Regions from separate parts of the Mus musculus genome. Here region 1 is linked to region 2. A link is a contact called in public promoter capture Hi-C data. All regions are on one chromosome and are shown on one strand. The core of a region is the stretch at or near the end of the contact, and the rest is flanking DNA. Distances in the headings are between cores, read along the strand shown.

The links. Promoter capture Hi-C pulls out the DNA fragments that hold promoters and counts their contacts.
Region 1: a promoter capture Hi-C map of pre-B cells shows a contact between it and region 2, with 4 times the contacts expected there. The contact joins the promoter of Egln2 here to the promoter of Zfp974 in region 2. A contact is called at or near these places in 2 of 39 promoter capture datasets (cranial neural crest and pre-B cells).

The regions. Positions count from the first base shown.
Region 1 is chr7:27,162,275-27,168,367 of GRCm38.p6, forward strand. It overlaps Egln2 (egl-9 family hypoxia-inducible factor 2), which reads right to left and starts at 4,528. Exons shown (of 6, transcript NM_053208.4): 1 at 4,410-4,528; 2 at 2,346-3,454. The coding sequence starts at 3,224.
Region 2 is chr7:27,927,462-27,933,183 of GRCm38.p6, forward strand. Zfp974 (zinc finger protein 974) reads right to left here and starts at 1,997. Exons shown (of 5, transcript NM_001374027.1): 1 at 1,834-1,997. It overlaps Gm26891 (a long non-coding RNA gene), which reads left to right. Exons shown (of 2, transcript XR_881914.3): 1 at 1-628; 2 at 886-1,013.

The DNA.
Region 1 (6,093 bases), core at 3,278-5,777, 760 kb before region 2:
AACTAGCATCATGTTAGGGGAACTGTCCTGACCTCAAAACCTAGCATATAAGAGACCCAATACCTGTCAGAACAGAACAAAGATGTAGCCCATGGTTCCAAGAAAATCCTAAATGCACCAACCTTGCTCTTCTGTCTTGGCTTCTGTAGTTCTGCTTCTTTCTAAACTGAAATGTGCCAACCAGAACATGCTGTTTGTGCATAAAAGACACACAGCTGTAAGGCTCAGGGTTGCATGATCTAGGCAAGCTCTGCACGCAGCTGACAGGCAGCAATGAAACCTTTTGGGCTTTAAGAGTGTCTATGTGGTGGTCTCTGGTGGACTTGTCTCACCTCACTACTGCTCAGGACGCAGCATCTAGGTGGCTGTCCAAGAAGCTCTGGGCCAAGCCAGAGTACCCAGGGTTCTACCTGCAGTATCAAAGTGCTGCTCTCAACAGCGACACCCCGCCCCCCCCCCCAAGGAAAAGTTTCAACCACAGGGACAGCAGTAGAGTGACAAAGAAACTTACTCTCCAGGATGCCGGAATCACCGCTATTGGAATAATGTACCAAGGACCATACCATGCCACACACAGCATTATCAGAAGCCAGTGACTCAGTCAGACAGCAGGCCCTGCCTCCAAGCTACAATTAAAGGGGCAAACTACACTAGCTGGACCCTCCCTGGGGATCCCTCTGCTCACCCTGATGCCAGTCAATTCCTCCAGCTACAAGTCCACAGAGAAGAGACAGGGAAAGAAGGGAAGGGAAAGGCAGAGGAAGAGCTCTGCTCAGGAATGACCTAGGCTAGGTTACTACTGGTCAAGGCCACACTTCTGGCCGGTCTCCTCACTGCCACTGCCTCAGATCACTTCAATACCCCCCAGTCACAACTCTCGAACACAGTAAGGGAGGCTACATGTGGCCCTTCCTTTGTAAGTGGGAGAGCATGGAGTTGCCATGTAGAGTGCTTGGGCTATAGCTCCCTCTGTCCCTCTGACCAATCTGACCTGTTCTTTCCTCCCGAGGGATAAGAGCCACTTAAAAGAACCTGACTCTTAGCCCTCCACAGTCCTAGCTCAGGTCCTGTCACTAACACAGGTGGGAGGAGGCCCCACCTATCCCTTTAAATTGCTTTCCCAAATTGCTTGAGTAGCCAGGCACTTGAACCAGCTTTCTCATCCTCTGAGGCTACAAAGCTATGTCCCAGTCCCTGGGTGCTCAGCTCTCCTGGTGTCCCCACTGACTTCCCTCCTGCAAAGCTGCTGAGCTGGGGAAGCAACACCGATCTTGCCTGCACAGAAGCCAAACCCAGGGAGGCTCTTCAGCTATCAAGTAACAGGAGGGAGATGGAAGTAGGGCAGGTTCCAGCTGGGGTGGGGAGGAAACAGACCTGGGCCTGGGGGATGGGAGGCAGGGGCCATGGTGCCCAAGCCAGTTCCAGTCGGAAAAGAAAGCTGTACTGAGGCAGAACCCAAGATAGGGCCGTGGAGATATGGGAGGGCACCATTAGGGCAGAGCGCAGTCCGTAAGACCACCAGCCTGCAGCAGGCACTCTCTCAACGGACTGTATTCAGATCACACCAAGCCTCAGACTCACACACCCTTCCATGAAGAAAACAGGTATGTCAACAGACTAGAAAGGCCGTGGAGGTCACTGTCTGTCCAGTCGGCTCCTGACAACTGCCCACTAAATGTACACCTTTCCCAAGAAGGTCTACGGCTTTCAGCAGATTTATCCGAAAAGCCCTGACTTCAAAAGCATTAAGAACTACTGTTCTGCAACAAGGAGGCATAGAGGAGAAAAATATAAAGGCAGAGGGTCAAGGAAAGAGATCAGAGACATGCAGGTAGGAAGTGACAAACAGTCAGAGAACAGAGAACAGGGACTGGGGCGGGGAAGAGTGGGAAAGAGCCTGACAAGTGCTCTACCTGCGCGAGCACACTGTCACCCAGTGTCACCATTGGGAAGCTGCTCCTGGTGCTCCTGGCTCCAAGAGTAGGCTCACAGGGCAGAATGGAGGCCAGGCTCCGTGCTCAACTAGACAGGCAGCACCCCATCCTCGGCCTAGGCTAACTCGACACTGCCAGCCTTCCCTCCGCCTTCTGGTTCTGCCATCTGCGTGCCAGCTTCACTACCCGTGGTCTAAGGAGAGTCTGGACAGTCAGGGGCTCTGGGTCTCCCAAGGTCGAGGACCACCACCACCCCGGGCTGAACTATTTCTGGTACAAAACTCAAAGTTTGGAGGGAGGTAACTGTAGCCCCTCTGACGGAGGTGCCTACACCCTGCTACATAACCCGCAGAGGATTGTCTCCAGACCCCCATGCCACAGCATCAGGCACGCACCAGAAAAGTGCCTTACCTTGGTGCGCCCATTGATGACGTAGTTGCCCAGCCGCCCTGCACAGTGGCGGATTACTGCGTCCACGTGAGCCATGAGGGCACCAATGCTCCGGCAGCCTGGCTCGTGACCTTCTACCCAGGCAATCTGGTCCCCACGAATGCTGCGCGGTGGGATCGCCCGCTGGCTCACTAGTTGCCCATCACGAAGACGCCCGCCCCACTTCAGGGCTTCCACCTCAGCCAGCACACGGCCACCCAGTACTGCCCCCAAGAAGTTGTCCTTGACACAGATACCATAGTACCGCATGCAAGGCACAATATAGTCCAGGGCCAGGCGCTCAGGTGCAGAGGGCTGGACTTCCTCCCTCAGCCTAGCACTTGCCTCGCCACTGCTACTGGTAGTGTTGCTGCTGCTGCTGCTGCTGTTGCTGGCACCGCTGTCACAGCCCATACCACTTTCCCCCTTGGCCTCCTGGTTCTCTTGCCTGGCCCACGGTCGCTTGCTGGGTGAAGGGGCATCCCCACCATCCTTGGCCCACTTCCGTTTGGGGGCCTCAGGCCGGGCACCCTGGGCCGCCAGTCGCTGGCACTCCTTGGTGACCAACGCAGCAGCACCTTCACTCTGCAGTGGCCAAAGCTCACCACCATCCTGCCCACCAAAGCCCTCCCGCAGGGGACTGGCAGTGGTCGTAGTAGCAGTGGCTGTGGTTCTGGGGGTCCCATTGCCAGCCGAGGCCTCCCCAGATGCTCCTGGACGGTGATAGGCCGGGAGCAGAGGGCAGGGCAGGTAACTCTCCACCCCCATTCTGGCTCGGCTAGACTCCAAGGACTCTGACACAGACCCTGGCAACTGAGGGAGAGCTTGATTCAGGGCCTGCGGCTGGCACGGGCTGTCCATGGCAGCAGTGTCTTCATCCCCCGGGCATGGAGGGCACGGCCCGGGCCCATGGTGCCACCCTCCTCCGCCTCCTCCTCCTCCACTTGATGCAGCCCGGGGCCGCTGGGCCTCGTGTGGGGCAGGGTGAGGCAGGGCAGGCAGCAGGGGCTCCTCTAGTGCTCTGGGGGTGCTCGCTGGTCCCCAAGTCCACAGTTGTCTCTAGGAGCTTGAGAAGGGACTGATGGGGGTGGCTGGAAAAGAGAAAAGGAAGAACTTAAAAGAAGTCAAGAGACGAGCAGGTGGGAAGGGGTGGGGATGGTACCAGCAGGAAGTAGATGACAGACTGGGCCACAACAAACACACACGCACACAGGGAGACAACATGGGGCATATAACTTGGGAATTTGAGAGGGAATGTCTGGCATAAAGAGTAATAGAGAGAAAGTGCAGAGAACGTTGCATGACGGCCCAGAGAGGAAGGTGATAGGGAGACAGATATCTGTGGACGAAAAGCGACGATGCAAGTGGAAAATACAAGGTACCTGCCTGAGGTTTCTATAGAGACTCAGAGAGATGAGGAGGGAGGAGACACAGAAAACGGGAGTGTGGAATCTAGGGTAAAGTCAGGGTTGTGGGGAACCAACGGGCAATGCCACCGCGCAACATTCGCGGGAACCTAATCGCCTGGGTGGAAGATTACGAGCCAGGGCAGGCGGGGAAAACCGGGAGTCCAGGGACAAAGAGAACAGGGAGAAAAACAAGACGGCAGGGGAGCGGGAGGGCCGGTGGGGTCGACCTGTGCCCTACGGGAGGAAGCCTACTGGGGCCCGACACACACCCAGCCGGAAGGGAGGTCCTGCCAGACGGACGGACTGACGGAAGGGAGCCCGAGAGCAGAGTCCGACCCGACTGCCTTCCTCCCAACCCCCTCCGCCAGGACCCAGGGGCCGCGGGACGCCCCGGGTGACTGAGGCGGGGCCGCCTCGGCCCGGCCCCTCCCCTTGGTGGTTATTGCGCGCTCCCGTGGCCCCCAATGGTCCGCCCCACCGCGCCGGGCGCGCGCTTCCTTCCCCACCCCCAACGCCCTAGCGTGGGGTCGCTGCCGCCCGCGCGCGCTCCCGCCTCCAGCCCCGTCGCCCGCGCCCGGCCACCGGGCCTCAGACTCCTTCTCCTCCCCGGGTCTTTCCCTTCGCGCGACCTCCTCACCGAGCTTTTTCCTCCGGCCTCGGCGCCGCCGTTTGTGCCAGCCGCCCTGCGCTTCGCAGCGCGCCATACCCCGCCCCCCACCGCCCGCGACGCCCCGCCCCCGCCTCGCCCGCTGGGCACGTGACAGCGGCCCGGCCGAGGAGACTGCGCGTGCGCGAACCGCACGTTGACAGGAGGCTTAGAACGCACTGCCCAAGAAGTGAGCTGGTCCGGGACGCGAGGCTTATTTGCATTATGTGCTCCTCCCCTTCCACGCGAAAGCAGACACGCAGGTTCAGTAAAAGGCGTTCTGTGAGTTCTCAAGACGGCCCCTTGGAGAGGGGTACAAAAGAGCAGTTTCACACAGAAAGGCCCACCCCTCGGAGCCAAAAGTGTCAGTGAACTTGTCAGCTGGGTTCTTGGCATTTGCTATGCAAATGTCTCATTTACATGGGCCGCTCCTGCACACAGCCCAAGAGTATATTGAGAAATGACTGCGCAGTTAGTTGGAAAGTGTATGTAAATTCCTACGTCAGTAATTTACATAAGCACTTAAAAAAAAATAACGGTGAGTACGGGACGTCCTTAGAGAAGCGAAACCGGGTAGAACAAATGAGCAAATGTGTACTATTTGCATGACCCGCTCCTCGCTGCTCCCTCAGGGCAACTGTGGGAGTCAGATTAAAGCAACCTGGGACAGACTCACAAAGAAGACATTTGCAAAACCCAGCTCCTCTGTAGCCCAAGCGGATTTTTTGTTTCTGTAGTGCTGGAGACTGAATCCAGAGCTTCACATGTGCGATGCAAGCGCTCTACCACTAAGCTACTCTTAATATTTATACCACCATTCCGGGGAGGGCTGTGTGGATAGGGTTATTTGAATGCCCGACCCTTTCCACCAACTCCAGGGCCTAACAAATGGGCAATAAGTGGGCTTGGATACTTGCTGACATTTTGTGAGAGCAGCTGAAGCTGTCCTGAGGGGGGCTGCACCTGTCTCCAGAAGGCTATGGCTATAAAGACATCAGGGTACATTAAGTATGACCAGGAGTCCGGGTTGCACAAGAACCACAGTGGCACATGGCGAAGAATGTTCGTGTTCGCAGGCACACAGACACACACAAAGAAACAAATCTCCATCAGTGCACACACAAACCTCAGGAGCACGTGTTTTTAGGAACACAGTGAGCCACCGTCCTAGTTTGCAGACATGAGGTGGTGTACACTAAGTCAAACCAGGCACAGACTCAAGACCCCCCCTTAGATTCCCAAGTCCTCGGTCTTGATGTTGCACACAACAGCAGCCTCACCAACACAGTCACCAGGCCAGAGACTACTCACATGCCACAGTGTCATACTGCCCCATACATGTCACACACAGGGATGTCATCGCTGCACACACCACCTTTGATGGATCGTGTACTGCCACTACCATGAAGCATGTACACAACCTGGGATGGGTACATTGTAATCCCAGCTCATGGGAGGCTGAGGCAGGGAGACCTCAAATTCCAGGTTAGTCTAGGCTATAACAAGGCCCTGTGTCAAAAAGGGGGGCTGTGTGTAGGAAAAAGCAAGGACATGTATACAATGACGAACTCTGTCCTCAATGAGTACGTGAGCCAGGATGTACCTACCCCAACTTGTCCCACAAACCAAGTCCCACCACCCACAAACAGGGGCTCCTCATGCAGAGGCCTATTCA
Region 2 (5,722 bases), core at 747-3,246:
CAAAAAGAAAGCCATTCACTGCATTGTGACTTGATGTTCCCAGGCTGACTTCTGTCACTGTGATGTCATCGACTACACTTATTTCTCAAGCCTCCCCACTCACTCTCTCCCCTCCCACCGCTCACAGCCTCCCACACACAAATTGGAAGCACACAGGAGTCTACACAAAGCTGATCACCTCCTAACCCAGACAACCCACGGCCAAGGGGGCAGTGTGGGAGTGCAGGGCACAAACATATCTGCCTTGAACTCCTCCAGAAGAGGCCAGCAGAAGGGATCCATCTTCCACCCTGAGCTCCAGCTCGCCCTGCACCTGGGCCGCTCCTCCTACTGTGCGCAGATCTCAGATCTTCCTACTGGAACCCCACCTATCAAGGCTCACAGGGGCTCACAGCATCCAGGTGGCCCCTCCTGTGTAAACTCAGGGCTGAAGCACAGCGAGGCTGGAGGGGCTGCAGCTGTGATGCTCAGGCAGCGTCCAGCATTCTGTGCCCACTGTTAGTGAATGGGACTGTGCACCATGGACCACTCTCCTGAGAACCTTCCCTCATCTATGATAACACTTATGTTGTCTCAAGCCATGATCCTTTATGAAGATAATTAGCTGTAAAACATCCTGTCACAGGAGGTGAGTATATGTTTCCCTCTTTCCATATTATGGGAGATTTTGAACAAAATAATGCTAAGTTTGTTCTGGGTGTCCTAGGTCTTTTGATCCTAGAACTGAGTTTCTCAACCTCCGCAGGGCTGACACAACTGTCCTGCCTTGGGCTCTGTGAGGACCACCTTGTGCTCTGTAAAATTATCACACTGAACACAATACAAATTTTAAAATTCTGCTCTTCATTATTACCTTCATTTCGTTTTCTCCTTGTTTTGAAACAGGTTCTCATTTTGTAGCACACCCCTCCTGGAACTTGCTATGTGGATCAAACTGATCCTTAATTTACAATGATCCTCCTGCTTCTGCCTCCCAAAATGCTGAGATTAAAATGTACACTGTACAGACTAGAGCTTATGAGTCATTTCCTTAAATATACAACCAGTATTTGCATTCTTTCTAACACTCCCTTGTCCTGCCATACCCTGCAGACAATGAACCCAAGATGAGCACTGTCTATAATGTGGGGAAAGGAAGTGATTTAGGGAGAAAAAGTCAAGGGTAATTGAAATGGTCATGTGAACACCAGGACCTAAGGGCAGGGACAACGTAAGGGCCACAGCGGTGGAGGTATGAATGTGTACGTTCACCTACCTGCATTTACTGACAATTCCATATTATAAAATTGAAAACTCATTTCTCAAACAGAAAAGAAGAGTACACTCATCCTTGACTCTTAGATGGGCAGCAATAATGATCCCATCCTTCTCAAGCCCTCCTTTTGACTGATGGCCTTCGCGGGGAGCCTGCGCAAGGATGAGATCCCCATCATGCTCTGGCAGCATCCGCACTGAGCACTTTCCTTCAGTTCCCTCAACACTCACACAGCTAGGGCTCTGAGAAAGTCATGGAATTCAACAAGTAACCACCCTCCTAGGTCACCCTCGGTGGCACTTTCAGCCCCAAATGCTCCTCCCAAGCTCAAGTCTGTACCTAGCCTGACCTCTCCTTACTGAAACTTAGTCCTCTGCTTTGGTTCCTGTGGTCGCGAGGGAAAGTTGGAGCAGAAAGCGACGCGCACAGAGCCCCAGATAATGCAGAGAGATCAAGGTGTGGACACACACACACACACACACTATCACATCAACAAACAGCGACCCTATACGACCGTCCGCACACGCCCACTCCCAGCCGGCTGCCTCAGGCCTTACTCCATGGAGACCGAAGCCAACCTGAAATTTCTTCCGCCGACCACAAAGATCGGACCTTCCGCATTAGCGGCACCAGAACACCAAAAGCCTATGCGCTAGTTTCGGCGTGGTGACCCTAAAAAATGCAGTTATCACCAGCAAAGCCCCCGTGAAGCCCGGCTCTTGGGGGCGGGGATGCCAGATCTGCGAGCGGAGCCCAGTGGTTTGTGGGAGTTCCCACGGGGGTGCGCGCTTAAAGGGGAGGCGCCCTCCTTTGAGTAAAAGTTACTTCCGGTTCTGCGGGGAACTGATTTTCTCGCCCTTAAAAAGGCAGGGATGCTCTAGATAGAAAATGTGACTGAGGACCACATGCTATGCAACAACCGTACTGTGTCTGTTAGACAGGCTAGACGATCCTCATAATAAAACTAGTCGCATTGAAAGTACTGTAATCGGTCTAAAAGCTAAAGTACAGGTTTGTCACATTAGATTTGAAAAGAGGTCAGACCCAGCTATCTGTTAACTTCAGAAAATATGTTAAAGATAAATACTCTAGCAGATTCAAAGTGACCATCTTTACATAATCAAAAGAAAACTCAAGTCGATTATAAAATGGAGGCAGATTTGGGGGCAAAGAACATTGCCAGTGATAATAAAGAGGCCAAGACATCAAGTGATAGTAAACATGGCTGGGCGTGGTAGCAATGGCTTTTATCCCAGCGATGGGGAGGTACAGCCAGCTGCATGTCTGTGAGAAGAGACCACCGAGGACTACCCAGTGAAACCCTGTCTAAGAACTAAAATACACTCAGATTATGGTGGCACATGCCTTTTACTCTTTTTGTGTCTGAGTTACCTCACTCAGGATATTTTCTAGTTGCACCCATTTGCCTGCAAAACTCATGATGTCCTCATTCTTAATAGCTAAATACTATCCCATTATGTAAATGACCCACATTTTCTGTATCCATTTTTCCATTGGGGGACATCTGGGTTGTTTCCAGCTTCTGGCTTTCACAGATAAGACCTCTATGAACACAGTGGATTTGTGGTATGGTGGGGCATCTTTTGGGTATATTCCAAGAGTGGTATAGCTGGGTCTTTGTGGTTGATCTATTTCCAAACTTCTGAGGATCCTCGAGATTGATTTCCAGAGTAGTTGTATCAGTTGGCAATCCCACCAACAATGTCTTAGAGCTCAGGCTCTAAGATCCAGAATTGATAAATGGGACCTCATAAAACTGGAAAGCTTCTGTAAGGCAAAGGACGTAGTCAGGACAAATCAGCAACCTATAGAGTGGGACAAAACTTCACTAACCCCACATCCTATAGAGGGTTAATATCCAAAATATATAAAGAACTCAAGAAGCTAAGCTTCAAAAATCCAAACAACCCAACCACAAAATAAGGTATAGAGCTAAACAGAGAATTCACAACAGAGGAATCCCAAATGATGGAGAAGCACTTAAAGAAATGTTCAAAGTCCTTAGTGATCAGGGAAATGCAAATCAAAATGACCTGAGATTCTACCTTACAACAATCAGAATGGCTAAGACAAAAAACTCCGGTGACAGCACTTGTTTCTACTGCACTTTTGAAACTTAAAGACTGTATCTATTTTTAAGATATCCCATAGGCTAATACTAGACCAGGAGTCCCCAGCTATATCTAGGTGACTGTTTCTGCAAAGCTTCCTGTTTTGTTATTCCACTGGCTTTTGGATCATTTATAAAGATGCTTAGCCTTCTGTCATGCCAATGTGTTCCGTCCTCCTTTCTCTCCACAGTGTGATTCTGGTCAGTCTGCTCCATCACAGTTCTTTTCTTAGTGCTACCCCTTATCCTTCATGGAAGTAAAATCAGATAATTGCCCTCCATTTTCTCCACAGGAGCTGTGTGGTGCTGAATACGTAACTAGAGATTAATGTCCACCACAAGCGTTTCCTTAGCTGCAGTCACTTGAATTCCTCCTGGGGTTCTGCAGGCCACATCCCCAGTCTCAGCTCTTTCTGCCTCTGTCTCCTGCTCTGTGTGTGCATAGCTTTCCCTCCTCCTCACACCTCTGTCTCCTGCTCTGTGTGTGCATAGCTTCCCCTCCTCCTCCTCACCTCTGTCTCCTGCTCTGTGTGTGCATAGCTTCCCCCTCCTCCTCTCACCTCTGTCTCCTGCTCTGTGTGTGCATAGCTTCCCCTCCTCCTCACCTCTGTCTCCTGCTCTGTGTGTGCATAGCTTCCCCCTCCTCCTCACCTCTGTCTCCTGCTCTGTGTGTGCAAAGCTTCCCCCTCCTCCTCACCTCTGTCTCCTGCTCTGTGTGTGCATAGCTTCCCCTCCTCCTCACACCTCTGTCTCCTGCTCTGTGTGTGCATAGCTTCCCCTCCTCCTCCTCACCTCTGTCTCCTGCTCTGTGTGTGCATAGCTTCCCCCTCCTCCTCTCACCTCTGTCTCCTGCTCTGTGTGTGCATAGCTTCCCCTCCTCCTCACCTCTGTCTCCTGCTCTGTGTGTGCATAGCTTCCCCCTCCTCCTCACCTCTGTCTCCTGCTCTGTGTGTGCAAAGCTTCCCCCTCCTCCTCACCTCTGTCTCCTGCTCTGTGTGTGCAAAGCTTCCCCCTCCTCCTCACCTCTGTCTCCTGCTCTGTGTGTGCAAAGCTTCCCCCTCCTCCTCACCTCTGTCTCCTGCTCTGTGTGTTCATAGCTTCCCCCTCCTCCTCACCTCTGTCTCCTGCTCTGTGTGTGCATAGCTTCCCCCTCCTCCTCCTCCTCACCTCTGTCTCCTGCTCTGTGTGTGCAAAGCTTCCCCCTCCTCCTCACCTCTGTCTCCTGCTCTGTGTGTGCATAGCTTCCCCTCCTCCTCACCTCTGTCTCCTGCTCTGTGTGTGCATAGCTTCCCCCTCCTCCTCACACAAAGATGCATCTGTGTTTCTTTCCAAGTTTTCTCTCCTGCTTCTGAAGGTGACTGTAGGCATGTGTTGAGAAATCCCTTCATCCCCTTCCCCCTTCCTTCCTCCACCCTCTTCTAGATCTATCCGTGAGTGAGCCACCCCTCTCCACAATGAACATTGATTTCCATACTTCCGTCATGTTCTTGTGGGGAGTTTTGGTTGCCGCTGTTCATTTTGTTTTTGTTTGATTTTGGTTATAGTCTTTTCTACATAAGATTTCTCTGTGTGGCCTTGGCTGTCCTTTGTGTTCCTCTGCAGACCAGGCTGGCCTCGAACTCAGAGATCTGTTGCCTCCGCCTCCTGAGTGCTGGGATTACATGTGTGTGCCACCATAATTGGCTGAATATTTATATTTTAAATATGTCAGACCTGAATCTACTGAATATGAAGTATGCCTATTGTAATTAGCGAGCCTGGGCCGCTGCCTTCCCCCCCCCTCAATGCTGAACGACCTTTAAATCCCAAGGAGTCCTGGATCGCCTGGGACTACATTTACTGAATGAGTGACGCTCACCCTCTTCTCTTTTCATTGTTCGTGTGTGTGTGTGTGGTGTGCACTTTTGCATGTATGAGTGGGAGTCAGTGTGCTCACAGATGTGCAAAAGCAAAAGATCAATAAGAAAGAAACGATTCCAAACAATGCAAACTAAAATGAAAATGTCACAAGAATACAATTGAGATCATTGTGTTGGCTAGTTACTCCTGGCATGGAGTCTGCCCTGAGGTGTGGTTGATATACCCAGCAAGACAATAGTGGAGAAATACAATTTTTCCATTGTCAGTGCATATTAACAACAGAGAGTTCACTTGTCAGAGGTCAGAGCCCATGTCTACTCCCCTCCCCCCCACACACACACCCCATCACTGTTGAGAATCTGTCTGGTGTAAACCTGTGCATGCTCTGTGTGCTGCATGGACTCTGAGAGTTCATGTGTGCATCATCAGTCTTGTTGTGTCTGTAGCCCTTGTCACTGAGGGCAGAATGAACACAG